Linked DNA regions of Rattus norvegicus: region 1 is linked to region 2. The links are chromatin contacts, called in public Hi-C maps. All regions are on one chromosome and are shown on one strand. Each heading gives the region's core, a stretch centred on a gene start, on an enhancer-like site or on the middle of the called end of the contact. The rest is flanking DNA. Distances are from core to core; before and after follow the strand shown. Region 1 holds the start of Plxna4 (plexin A4). Region 2 overlaps Plxna4 (plexin A4).

What was found. Hi-C and Micro-C count contacts between places; a contact is called where the count stands out from the background.
Region 1: a contact with region 2 is called in a Hi-C map of Schwann cells, with 12 times the contacts expected there. The contact joins the promoter of Plxna4 here to the enhancer-like site in region 2. A contact is called at or near these places in 10 of 12 Hi-C or Micro-C datasets (the A7r5 cell line, Schwann cells, frontal cortex and 6 more) and 1 of 1 datasets of contacts at active chromatin or transcription factors (oligodendrocytes).

What each region holds. Positions count from the first base shown.
Region 1 is chr4:62,125,687-62,131,928 of GRCr8, reverse strand. Plxna4 (plexin A4) reads left to right here and starts at 2,484. Exons shown (of 32, transcript NM_001107852.3): 1 at 2,484-3,435.
Region 2 is chr4:61,867,618-61,874,032 of GRCr8, reverse strand. The region is part of intron 3 of Plxna4 (plexin A4); the gene reads left to right. Among named protein-coding and RNA genes, the nearest start is that of Plxna4, 260 kb to the left of the region's middle. Within about 2 kb of position 3,407, at least 5 of the 93 cell types and tissues checked have an H3K27ac peak or open chromatin away from gene starts, as enhancers often do. A contact at or near this core is called in Schwann cells, where this site is marked.

The sequences.
Region 1 (6,242 bases), core at 1,235-3,734, 260 kb before region 2:
GAAGATGGTCTACCTTACCCCTGCCCCCACCGCCTCATCCTAGACTCGAAGAAACTGTCAACAGGCCATCGGGTCTCTTGCTGTGGCTAGTCTGACCCTTTCTGCTATTCTTACAATGGTAGGAAGCTGTCACTGTTTCCAGCCTGCCTTCCTCCTGGGGCATTCAATAGAAGCCGAGAAAGGAAAAGGCAGCATGGGGAAGGTCCTATTAAGAACGGGAGGACGGGCAGGGGCTGCACCTGCCCTTTGTTGGTCCAGCTTTCCGCCATTCTTTTCCTGTCACTGGCCTCTGTCATTACTCTTCAGGTGCCACATGATGCTCATCCCTCTGAATGAAAACAAATGATACCACATGCTACGCAGGAGATAAAGAACAATACACATATTTTGTTTGCTACCCCTGGGGAAAAAATTCTTTGACTTCCGGTCCATCTATCAGGAGACACACACACACACACACACACACACACACACACACGAGACAAGGGGCAGGGAAGACAAAACTAGGAGCTATTACAAACTCTTGCTGGGATGATTGGCTGAGAAGGGTTTAGAGTCAGTTCTCACTTCCTTCCTCTCCCTTTGAGCATTTTTACAGAAGTCCCCTACAGCTGACAATTGGGTTCGAACAGATCTCCTGTACGCTTTAGTGAAGCGTAGTATTTAAGTAGCCTGTTGGGATTTTCTGTAGGACTTTCCAGGCTTTCGCTTCTAGGGTGAGCCTGCTATGATGGTGCCATGTGCTGGTTTCAGAGGACACTCTTATGAGAGAGTTTAGGCCCAGGTGAGGCAAGTCTTGCGGAGACCTTTGGGGACCACTTCCTTTGATTTTGCATGTGGAGTGTCTCTGAGGCATCATGTTAGACAGACACTTGGCTCCAGGGCTCCCTTAGTTCTGGAAGGAAGTCAAAGCAGCAGCAACATGGAATTAATGTTATGTGTTTCTCTAACTTGATATTGTGTGCTTTATCTCAGGTCTGGGATCCAGTGTTTCAGAGACGAGTGGAGCCAGATCAATGTATTAAAGGGAGCTAATGAGATAACCCTTGCTGTTTTCTGGGCCACACAATGCTCGGCGAACAACCAGAGCCTACACCAGGGCTCCATGCTGTCTCCTGGAACACCCTTTAACTAGAGAAATGTCTGGCTTCTTCATGCTTACACTTGATTCATTGCCTCCTTCTGGTGAGAGCACTTTCAACAAGGTCCTGGGTGGGTAAGTCGAACCCGACCCACGTGTGCTACCTGCCCCGGGGCTTGTCTACCTTGTCATCTCATAGCTCCCTTCAGAATCTACCCAGTTTATAACTTTGATTTCTGTGAAAATATAACCCCTATATATAGGAATTTATACCGCAGTTAACACGCTCCTAATAAGCAGGTTCTGAGAGGTTTGGTTGGGAGGGACAGTTATTCACAGGAAGTTACTGAGGTTGAGGAAAGTTAAGTTGAAGAAGTAGCATGGGAGAGTGGGTTAGAAACCCCAAACCATTGTCTTGAAAGGTCTTCCTTTGATGAATGGCTAGTCTTCCTGGACATGGCTGACAGTGCCATTTTCTTGAGCTTAGCATACAAGGTTGGGTGGACAAGTAGGTGTGCATCCTTTGAAAAATTGTTTTATTTTTATTTATTTGTTTTGATGGTTGGCCCATTAATGGGGGGAGGTCTTTGTAGAGATATTCTAAGTAGTTCTGCCTACTTCCTGTCCTCACCTGTACCTTGTATCCTGTCTGCCTGCCAGATGCTGTTTCAACTTAAGCAACTTCAGGATTTCTTCCTTCTGACTTCTGAAAGTACTCTGACGTTAGCAATGTCTGGGTTGTGTTTGGGACATGACCCAGGACCTAGGGCTTCAGAGTTAGAGAAGCAAGGTCAGCTCTGGACAGATCAGGTTACCCAGCAAGCTCTGTGGCATTGGCCATTTATTTCTGTCCCAGGACTAGAAGAAACCTTGGACTTGGGCATCCTCTAGTGCTCTGTGTAGGATTACCTTGGTTGGTGGGGTTGGACGAGGATTCTAGGTTGAGAGTGGATATATGTTTGGTTGGTGTCTGTTAGGAACACACAGAAGTGCCTCTGACCACCTACACCCACATGCCTGTTTGGGAGTATGCTCCAATCCAAGTGCACTTGGTGCCACCATATATGCACCACTCTGCCCTGTGTCTCCATCGCCAGGGTGGTTCGAGAAAGTCATGAAGACCCAGGGCACCCCCTTCTGCAGAAGTCCACGTTGGGGAAACCGGGCAGGCCAGTGGCGGCAGCGTGCGGGGAAGCGCCCCCTGCCCCCTCTGCCGGCCGCTCTACCTGGGTCTAGATGTCAGCCGCGAGCTCCGAGCCAGCTAGCGAGCCAGAGAGGGAGCGGCGGCGGCGGCGGCGGCAGCGGCGGCGGCGGCGGCGGGCCGCGGGCGGCGGGGAGGGGAGGAGGCGAGGAGAGGGAGGGAGGAAGGGAAGCAGGGAGGGCGGGAGGGAGGAGAGGAGGACCCAGAGAGCGCCAGGCAGCTGGAGTTTTGCAGCGCTTGGCCGGGCTTCAATGCACAGCAGCAGCGAGCCGCGGCGGCAGCAGGCAGCCCGGGAGCTCCGGCGGCGGCCGAGCCAGAGGCGGCCCCGCTCCCTGCCCCCTGCAAACTTTGCTAGCAGTCCGCCCGGGGGGCCGGGGACGCGCCTGGGAGGCTCGGCTTGGACCACGGCCGCACTCTTGGCCGCCGCAGCGCTAGCCGCCGCCGTCGCTGCTACCACCGCAGCTCCGCGCCTCCCCAGGGAGCTGCTGGCGGCTTCCGAGGCCCCCCAGCCCCGGCCCCTGGGCACTGCCCGGCTAGTCCCCGGCCAGGGGTGGGAGCAACAGCGGCGCAGTCAGCCCTGGGCTGCCAGGGGGTGGCCGTCACTGCCCAGGGAGACGCGCAGAGGCTCGCAGAGCGCTCCCCGGCGGGTCCCCAACGTACTCGCCGCCGCGCCCGGGCAGCGGCCCGACCCGGCTAGCATGGGCGGCGCGGAGTGACGCCGCCGTGCCCGCTTGGCATCAAGGACATTCAGCCCGCGGGGGTGGGGACGAAGGGGGGCAGCCCCGCGTCGCCGCCGCAGCCCCTGAGAGCCACCGCTGTCGTTGCTTGGGCTCCGGGGCTGGATGGAGGATAGGGGTGCTTGGAATTGATCTACATTTTCTGACCTTTTTGTTGGACATTACGCCCACCTTGGACGCTGCAAGAGGAGCTGTCAAGCCCGGCAGGCTCTGATTTGGCCCCCTCCGTTTTTCTCTGCTGCTCGTGGCTTCCCCGTGCCTTGGTGGAGTATTTGCGTTCGGGGCTGGGGCTGGAGGAGGCAGCCACACGCGCGCACACGCACACGTTCAGAGGAGGGCGAGAGGCAGCGGTACAGGCACCATCTGCAGTGTCAATGCGGCGCTGGGGCTGAAGGAGGGAAACGCCGCGCTTCCAGGTAAGGAGCCGCCGGCCGGGCGCAGGGCCAGCTGGGCAGAGCGGGCGGAGGTGCCGAGTCCGGTCCCGGAGTCCTCATCTGCTCCGAGGCAGCCCACTACACACACACACACACACACACACACACACACACACACACACACACACGCAAAACACAAATCGCGTGCGCGCACACACACATACACACACACATGCACACACTGCGCTCACGCACCTGCCCACGTCCCACCTGGACACCCGCGTAGGTGCATCGCAGTCGGAGCAGGGATTTCCCGTGTTCTTCTCCTTTCCGGACCTAGACTTCTCTTCCCCAGGACTTTCAGGGTGGGATTCAGTTAAATGACTGACTCTCCTATCCAGCCTGGTAGCATGAGGGAGCGATTTTGCTGTTTCTAGTTCCTTTCATTTCCTAACTGGTTTTTATAAGACAGGAGAAGTCATGGGAGGTCTTACGAGACCCGCCCAGTGCAATTGTCCCCTTAGCTTTTTTTGAATACTCGGAGATTTTTTCCCCTTTCTTTCTTTTCTTTTTTTTTTTTTTAAATAGGAGAAAGGCAGAGAGATATTGAAAGGGCAGAGATCTAGAGATCTTGGTGACCGGGCGCCTGGGAGGAGGCCACATAGGCAACTGGGGCTGCAGTTCTGTAGGGCGGCGCATAAGGAACAGACTCTGCGATTCCCCGGTAAAGGCAGCACACACGCCTTTCCGAAGCGTGGCACTGCTTCCCCGGAATGCGCTGGGATTTCAGGCAGGGAGGGGCTTTGACATCAAAGCTAGAGGAGTGTTCCTTGTCTAGGGAGGATGCTGCGGTCCTTTAAGGAGGATCAGACCTTATTTGCGTTGCCAGTCACTGGTAGACAACAAGCAGACAGGGCTTAAGGGGCACATGTTTGCAGCCAACCCCTCACTTCCTTACCCTCTGTGCATGTGAGGCGACTTCCCCCTGTGCCTTTAGTTAACACCTGTCACATGTCTTTTGGGGTGTGTGTCTGAGAACACGAACTAGGAGGGAGAGTAGAGACGGATTTAGACTAACAGAGAAAGGACTGTGAATATGCCATATTCACTTTATAACGTATTTGGTCTACTAGTGTATCCAAGTATGATAGGCTAGTAGTGTAACCCAGAGTCTAGATCCTCTGAGTGCAGGATTGCTCTCCAAAAACCAATGGTTTAAGTTGTACTTCCCCAGAGCTCCCTGCCTCCACCACCCCACTTTCAGATCCTGTTCATTTTGAAACTTCCTAGAATGGATGAGGGTGGTTGAAGTTCCAAAGGGCTTTTTTATGGCTCCCTTATTAGAGTCTAAGAGAGACTTCCTTTGGGGCTCAATTTTTGCAAGGAGAAGAATAGAAGATTTAAATAAATCATTATTTCAGGCTTGAATACATATATAGCAAGTTTCTATGTTCCTATAGCTGTCCCTTTGTGGTATTTTGTGGTTGGTTGGCTGTTTTTGGCATCCTGGCAAAAATGGGAATTGTTTCTATCCTCTTTATAAGAGAGTAGATCTCACACACCCCCCAAGTCTTTGGCTAGGTTTGGGTGGAGAGCAGATGACCCAGGAGGGAAACTCAATTCCTGTTGTGTAGTGTAAGCTGCCCTTTGATTGACTGAAAAGGGTATAAGCCGGAATAAAGGAAAGCTCTTCACAATGGGGAGACCGCAGATCGCAAAGAAACATTATTTTCTTTTTAGGAATGGTGGGTGTGTACACGTCCGGCTGTACACAGGCATTCTTAGAGCCCTGCCAAGTGCAGTCAGCTTGTACAAGCACAGGTGACGGGGTGTCCACGTCTGACTTCTGGGCTGTGACAAACATTGGCACGTTTTGGCATGCACACACTTGGAGTGTGTGGATGGGGAGGACCTGTATACGCATGCATATGGCTGTGGCACATGGTCTTGTAACAAACAGAATTACAGTGACAGGGAGTATCTCTCAGAGAGGCATTCCCTCACAGACCTGTGAGGACAGGAGGCTGGGCCGCAGATCATCCCACAACAGACTTCTGCTCCTTTCTCTTCCCTTTTGCATACATCTGCAGCCTCAGGATCTGTCATTTTAATGCAAGGTCAACTATCACTGTGCCGGTTTTAAGCTAAGCACTGGAGCTCAAAGCAATCTGCACACTTTCTGCACTCGCCATTGGTTTCTAGGAAAAGATCGACAGTAATTAACATCTGTGTATGTATTTTGCTTTTTAAATTTCCTGGCTCCTTTGCCCATCCCTGGAGTATACCACGATATCATTGCTCTACCATTCTTCCATGGACTTTTAAGTTCTCTGGTCTGCACTGGAAGGCGCTCGGTTGCACGATTTAGAAAAGGCCCAGACACAAATGCTTCTTTTTGATCAACCTCATTAAGCTGGAGGTTGTTCTGGAAACATGCCTGTGAACACCAGGCATGGATCACCCATGATCTGATCTGCCTCTTTACTAAATCCTGCATGGCCCCTCCAGCCCTGAAAATGTTTTAGGGAGGAATTTTGCTCCTAGGCAGCCAATTTGCTCCGGTCTCCTTTCCTTTCTCTATTCTACTCCAGCCCTGCTCCCTGCAGACAGGCAAATCTGCATGGCCCAGTCTGCCTACACTTGGCCTACAGATCCTTTTAATCACAAGGAAGGATGCTGGGAATTAAGTGGGGGGGTTCCTAAGGTGGCAGCATTCCTATCCTGGGGAGAGAGCTCAGGGGGTTGGGTTAGTAACTGCTCTGAGCTCCTAGGTATTACTGGGCTTTGATGGAAAGAAATTATAGAAGCATCTCTCCTCCTAGCCAGCTAGGGGGCATTTCTTAGCGGCT
Region 2 (6,415 bases), core at 2,158-4,657:
TATGCTAGGTGAGGTATTTAAGAAGTAAAGGCAAGGAGATGCTGTCTCCAGCCTCCGGAAGCAGGAGAGGTGGGGAGACTCTGCTTCTTAGGTGTGCTTTGGGGATTGAAATGTCATCAGAGTCACTAAGAGGGAGCTGTGGTCAGGACACCCAACTACTCGTGTGTGTGTGTGTGTGTGTGTGTGTGTGTGTGTGTGTGTGTGTGTGTGTGAGTGTGTGTGTGTGTGTGTCTGACTGTCTGTCTTGGGGGAGTGCGGGGTGTGGGTATGTGATTGCTGGTAGCCTCTGAGGCCAGAGGCATCAGATCTCTCTGGGACTGGAGTTACAGATAGCTGTGAGCTGTCCACATGGGTGCCGGGGATCAAACTTTGATCCTGAGTAGTACCTTTCTTAACCACTGAGCTGTCTCTCCACCACCACCCCCCTCCTCCCCACCGTGTGCCCTCTTGCTGTGTGGTACATACTTCTCTCGAATCCTGATGTGGATGGAATGGAAATAATTCGGGCAGCCTTTTTAAGGAAGCTAAACTCAAGCAAGCCCTTGTCTGTCCGGCTTATAGATTCTATGCAAATTGGGGTCTCAGACCAAAGTGCCTGCCTGTGAAGATGTCTAGATTCTTCACACAGTCTCTTTGAAACCCCATCCCCTCTCTGTGTTCATTTTGACTGAACAATGATTCTACTATGACTATCCCTGGTTTGTGCTTCAGATCTAAAAGATGGAAACACTGGATTCAAATCTGCCAAGAGCTTCTATTTGCACGGTACTCTGTATTTCTAATATCCCTCCTCCCTTTCTCCTTCCACGGCTTCCTTTCTTGTGCATGTTTAGACTGGGCAGAGTTCCCAGGGACTTGGGACTATGCTAGGGGTTTTCCCATCCCCGTACATGAGTGTGCCCAGGCACGCACATACGCCTACACTTTTAGTGCATGCATCCTATCTCTGCAGAAGACTTTGTTGTAACCCTCCTCACCTCCCCACCGGAATAGCTTTTATTTCTTGAGCATTTACCAGGTACTAACACCTGTCCTCCAAACCCCCTTCATGTCTATCTCTCTGCCTGCCTGCAGCTCTGTGTGCAGACAGGCACATACCAGCATCTAAGGTGGCGGGGAAACAGCTTTTCCAGGGGATCACAAATATGAGCAGATGCCAGGGATGGCCCATCATCTCTTATTCATAGTAGTTGTTCATCCCCTGGATCAGGCAGTGTGTACAGAGACTGTCACTGCTGGCATAAAGCACATCCAAGAGGTTGCCACTGGCAGCTCCCTGGGAATTAGACCATGGTTTTAAAAACAAAACAAAAACCCAACAACAACAAACGCTTGCTTAGAACTCAGACACGCTAGGATAACTGTAGATCTTATGTTCACGCACACCCTGGGCTTGACATTCTTGCCTTCAGCAGCTTGGCAGATAGGAAAAAAAATATAACAGTTTGTTTTGTGTGTGAGCAGAGTTAACTTAACCAACCCCTGGCAAGCTTTCCTCTCTGTCAAGACAAAGTGATGGAGGGAGGTGAGGACAGGCAAGTATGTATGAGGGCAGCCAGGTAAAAAGAGACAGAAGGCAGGCTGTGATCACAGGAGTAGACATTCTCAGGCTGCCCACAGGAGGCCATGTAGAGGGCCTCAGGGAGGAGCATGCCTGCAACGGAGCACAGAAGGATGGGGAGATCTTGGCAATAAGTGATGTTTGGTTGCTGGCCGTTGCTGGGGGCACTCTCATATCCTCCGCTACTAAAATTATCTCTTCAAGTACAATAAAGCATCAAGGATTATTCAGTGCAGGCAACTTAATGGATTAAGTCCTCTGAGCTTCTGAGTCCACAGAGTTCGACTTACTGTTGAGTTCCCAAATGCCACTGGACAGTGGCAGGCCCTCAGAACCACTAGCACGGAAGCCTGAAGCTTCTTGCTTTAAATTCTTCTGACCCAGGATGTCCTGAAGGCTGTATATGAATGTGGTTTGCATACTGTACCCACCAAAAGAAACTCTTGACCCAGTGAGAAGGAAAAGGGGGGAATGCTGAGACCCCCATCTCTGTTCCCCTCTTGCCGACAGAAGGGAAGAAGTGAAAGACATCCTTCTTTGGTTTCTAGCCTGCTACATGTTGAACTGCGGTCCTCCAAAAGAAAAAGAGAAATCTTAACTTCTGGTGTCGTGTAAAATGGCTGGCTTGGATATGAGCTCTTTATGGGTGGAATCAAGCTAGGATGAAATCTGACAGGATCACAGTATCTGTAGAAGCCAAAGGAAGCAGCCATTATGGGGACACATGGGGAAGAAAGATGTTGACAACAACAAGGCTTTGAACAGCCACAAGAAGTAGGAAGAGGAGGACACTAGTGTCCTTTCAAGAGATGTGACCCCGCTGGGTACCATGACTTGATACTTCGGAACCTGAGCACTTGGTGAGAAGCCTTTCTGTAGTCTGGGACCGTCTGTTAGTGCCATCAGAGTGAACTGGGATACATGGTCTCCCGGGCCTCTCTGTGTTGTGCTATCCCAAGCATGAGGGTGACGCTTTTGTTTGGGTCTCATGCTCTGCTGACTTTGAAGGGTGATGCCCTGATTCTATATCTGTCAGCACAGCTTCAGGTAGCTCATCTATGGAACCTCTTACCAAGCCAGTTGACTCTGTTGGGGCCAGGGATGCAGGAGCGTGAGGAGGGCACAGGAGCAAGGTTGGGGGTGACAGGGCCCCCTCTCTGCAGTGTGAGAAACTCTTCTTAGAAGACAGGTAGTCCTCTTAAGTCCTACTTAACAGGACAGTAGTCTCATAACCCCAGGAATGCACCAGAGGAAAGTACAAAGTGATTAAGAATTGGAGTTGAAGCCCTGCCCCCACCTCAGGGTGAGTTGTAGGAATGTGGGTACTAGTGACACAGGCCTGAAAACTGGCCTAGGTGACCCTGTATACTACAGGTTTCTTTCTTAATCAGGGTTCCCTGGACTCAGCACACAGACCACCACAAGTGTTTATTTGAAGTTAAAGTTCCCTGGTCCCTGCAATTCTAATGAATGATATTCCAAATGGAAGGGATTCGGGAAGCTGCACTATCACAAACCCCCTAGGCAGGGTCCGGTGTTCACTCAGTCTAAAATCCATGCTTCCCAGATGTGGAAAACCAAAAGAGAAATAAAACAGATATCAGCAAAACCACCACCACCAAAGTCTCCCCTTCTAGATAAACCTAGGGTAGAAGAAATCAAGAGAAACAGACACATTTTGAAGGAGTTTTGGCTAGCTCTCCTTCAAATCGTCTTGCTTAGGACCTCTGTCTGCATAGGCCACCTCAGGGTGGAGGCGCTGAAGGGGGGTTTGTTTCACTTGGACTTGTCCTCCCTTCCTAGTCCTGACCCTGATGCCACAGGACTGGAATCAGCGGCCTGTTGCAGCTCTGCCACCTACTGGCTGCAGGAGGAGATGCAAGATTCAGTGTGGATTCCACTCTGGTTTAAAGAGCAGCTTCAGAAAACCACAAATGAACAGGCACGTGGGTGCAGGCATGCATGCATACATTCATAGCCATTTATGTAATAAACATGCACGTCTACACACCTCACTAACCAGGCCCCCTCCCTCCAGTCTTGTGCAGCCTGCAGCAGCAGCTGGGGTTATCTGCTGTAGTGAACACAGATGTATTAGATTTCTGTCTTAAGAGACAGATGAGATTGGAGAGAGAAGAGAGAAGAAAAGCCAAGTTCATGGTGATAACTAGAGGCTTTAAAAGATTCCATTCTCCTTCCTATTTTCTGGAGCAGGGGAGACCCACGGGCTAAGGTGTTAGTGAGAGCAGCGGAGCTCCTCCCTGTGTGGGAGATAGGAGGGGAGTGGGGCTAGAACCTTGGCTCCCAGCCCTAGGGAGAGAAGCAGTTGACCTTCCTTCCATCAAGCCCCCGTAGAGCCAAAGCAACCGACTATAGAATGATTAAACTTTTCTCCCCTGAAGCTCTGGATTTGGGGCACGTGTGTGTGTGTGTGTGTGTGTGTGTGTGTGTGTGTGTGTGTGTGTTTCCTGCCTCAGTTTCTCTGCAGTGAGCAGATAGGGTTAACAAAGAGTTAACTCACTGTGGCCTCCTCGGATGCTTAGAACCCTGGACCTGTTCACTTCTTTGATCAGAATGGGTGCCAGTTCCCCCAGGGCTGCTCTGCCCCCCCCTTCTTCCTGCCTTCTTTGCACACACCTGCAAGCCCACTTGTTGTATGTAGATGAACTTCTGACATTGCCTTGCCTCTGTCTATGACCTTATGTCACAACCACTCAGGATTGAGTTTCATTGACCGAGTTACCCCAGTCTGGAGGGAAAACAGATCACAGCCTTTCCCAGGAGTCAGATTCTCCTACTCTGAGAGATTGCTTGCTGGCATGCAAACTCAGCTGCCTGGCTCTGCCCCTCCCAGTGCTCTGCCTGCTATCTCTGGCTCTTAACTCCCTGACTTTGGCTCTCTTCCTTAGTCCCCTTTGGAAGCAACTTGGATGGTTGGTTGCAATCTGAGCCAGCTAAGGAAAGGGACTAACTAGGAGGGTCCCTACGGAAAGGGACCAACTAGGAGGGTCCCTGAAGCTGGTGTTCAGACAATGTGGTACTGTCCTTTGCTTGTGGGGCCCCACTGTGTTCTTGCCACACTCATTTTGGCTACTGTGGAATTCAGTGGGTGGGTATTGGTTACCACAGAATGTAAGCAATCAGGAAAAATTTGGGATCCAGCCTTGCTTAATTCACACGGAGATCAGTAAACCAACCCAATTCAATCCCATTCAGCCCAACTTAATTCAACCTAATCTAACCCAACCTAACTCATTCTACTCCAATCCAACTGAAGCCAGTTCAGTGTCTTCCAGTCGAGTACATTTAACCCAATGCGGCCTAATTAAATATAACACAACACAGTAGTACACACCTAGGTCCAAGAAATGGTAAGATTTATAACACCTCATTTGTTCATGCAAATTTTTCATTGATCGAAAGAGGGAGTCGGAGGACTAAACAGTGGGTTTTCTGAGATAAGTCTCTAATGCTTTACTTGTAAAACTGTTGAAAGGAAAATAAATGTCAAGGCCACATGGTAATGGCAGTAGGCTTAGCGCACAAGACCTGGCGAGCTGCAATGGTCATTTTACATCCAGTTTGTTTTGTTTAGTTTGTCCCACATCTTGCTAGGAGGCTGGTACCCAAGAGTCTTTATAAAGCTGGCTCCCTACAAGGCTATAAGGGTCCACCGACATGATCTACATGAAAACCCTCTTCAAAGTTTGAGCTGGGAAACTACTGTTCGTTAAGTGCTTTAGAAAGAAGTTTTAAAATCTTACACGCTCGTGAGAGTTTAGGGTCTCTACTCCCCACAACCACTCCATCAGGGGACAGGGGAATTAAAATAAGGAACTTACCATTTTCCAGGAGCCTGAATTAATTAATTCACTTTCTGGTGAGGTTGGGAAGGTTTTCCAAGCTTCAAATAAAAGCTTGCTGCAAAGAAATGTGTTATTACTCCAAGGCAAACATGGAAACTAGACTATGAGAGATCTAACTGAGTGCCGTGTGACAGACTGGTGCGGTCAGGATGGGGTTTGACTGAGGAAGAACACTGGTTACTGCATCATACCTTTCTCCAGTCCACCTTGAGGGATGAGAAATCAAGAAGGCCAGTTAATAGATCAAAGTCTGTGAGCCAAGAGGTGCAGTTTTGTCACAGGGCTTGTATTTTGAAGTCTTAATAGAGACCATTTTTACAGTTTGAGAACACAGGAGCCTGTAAAATCTGGGCTCCATCACCTTCTCCACTCTCACCCTCTTCCCTCCCCTCACTTCCCTCCTCCCATCACCTCCCTTCTACTTCCTTGCTGATTAGGGTTCACTTAGAGAAGCAGAAATGATCTGGTGGCAGTCCTCTCATGTCAGATACTGGCTTGAGACCTGATGTGCAGTGACCTTAGGTCTTCAGGGGAGAAAAGGAACCAATCACACCCACCATCCTCAGAGTACAAACCCTTCTGTTTTATGTCTAAGTCCCCACAGGAAATAAACCCTGAGGACTGTGTGTGTGTGTGTGTGTGTGTGTGTGTGTGTGTGTGTGTGAGAGAGAGAGAGAGAGAGAGAGAGAGAGAGAGAGAGAGAGAGAGAGAGAGAGAGAGAAGAATGTATAGTTTTTGAAATTTGAAACTCACATTGTTTTTGGGGCAGTGGAGAAGTCCGTGAAATCATTTTAGGTAAAACTGTAAACTTTGTGCAATGAGAGGTACTTCTTTAATTGCACAAAAGGACTTCCTACTCCCCAACCTTGGTTTCTTTTGTCCTTTTGCTAACCTTTCTACACACACACACACACACACACACACACACACACACACACACACACACACACACACACACGTATATTATGTATGATATAGACAGATTTAT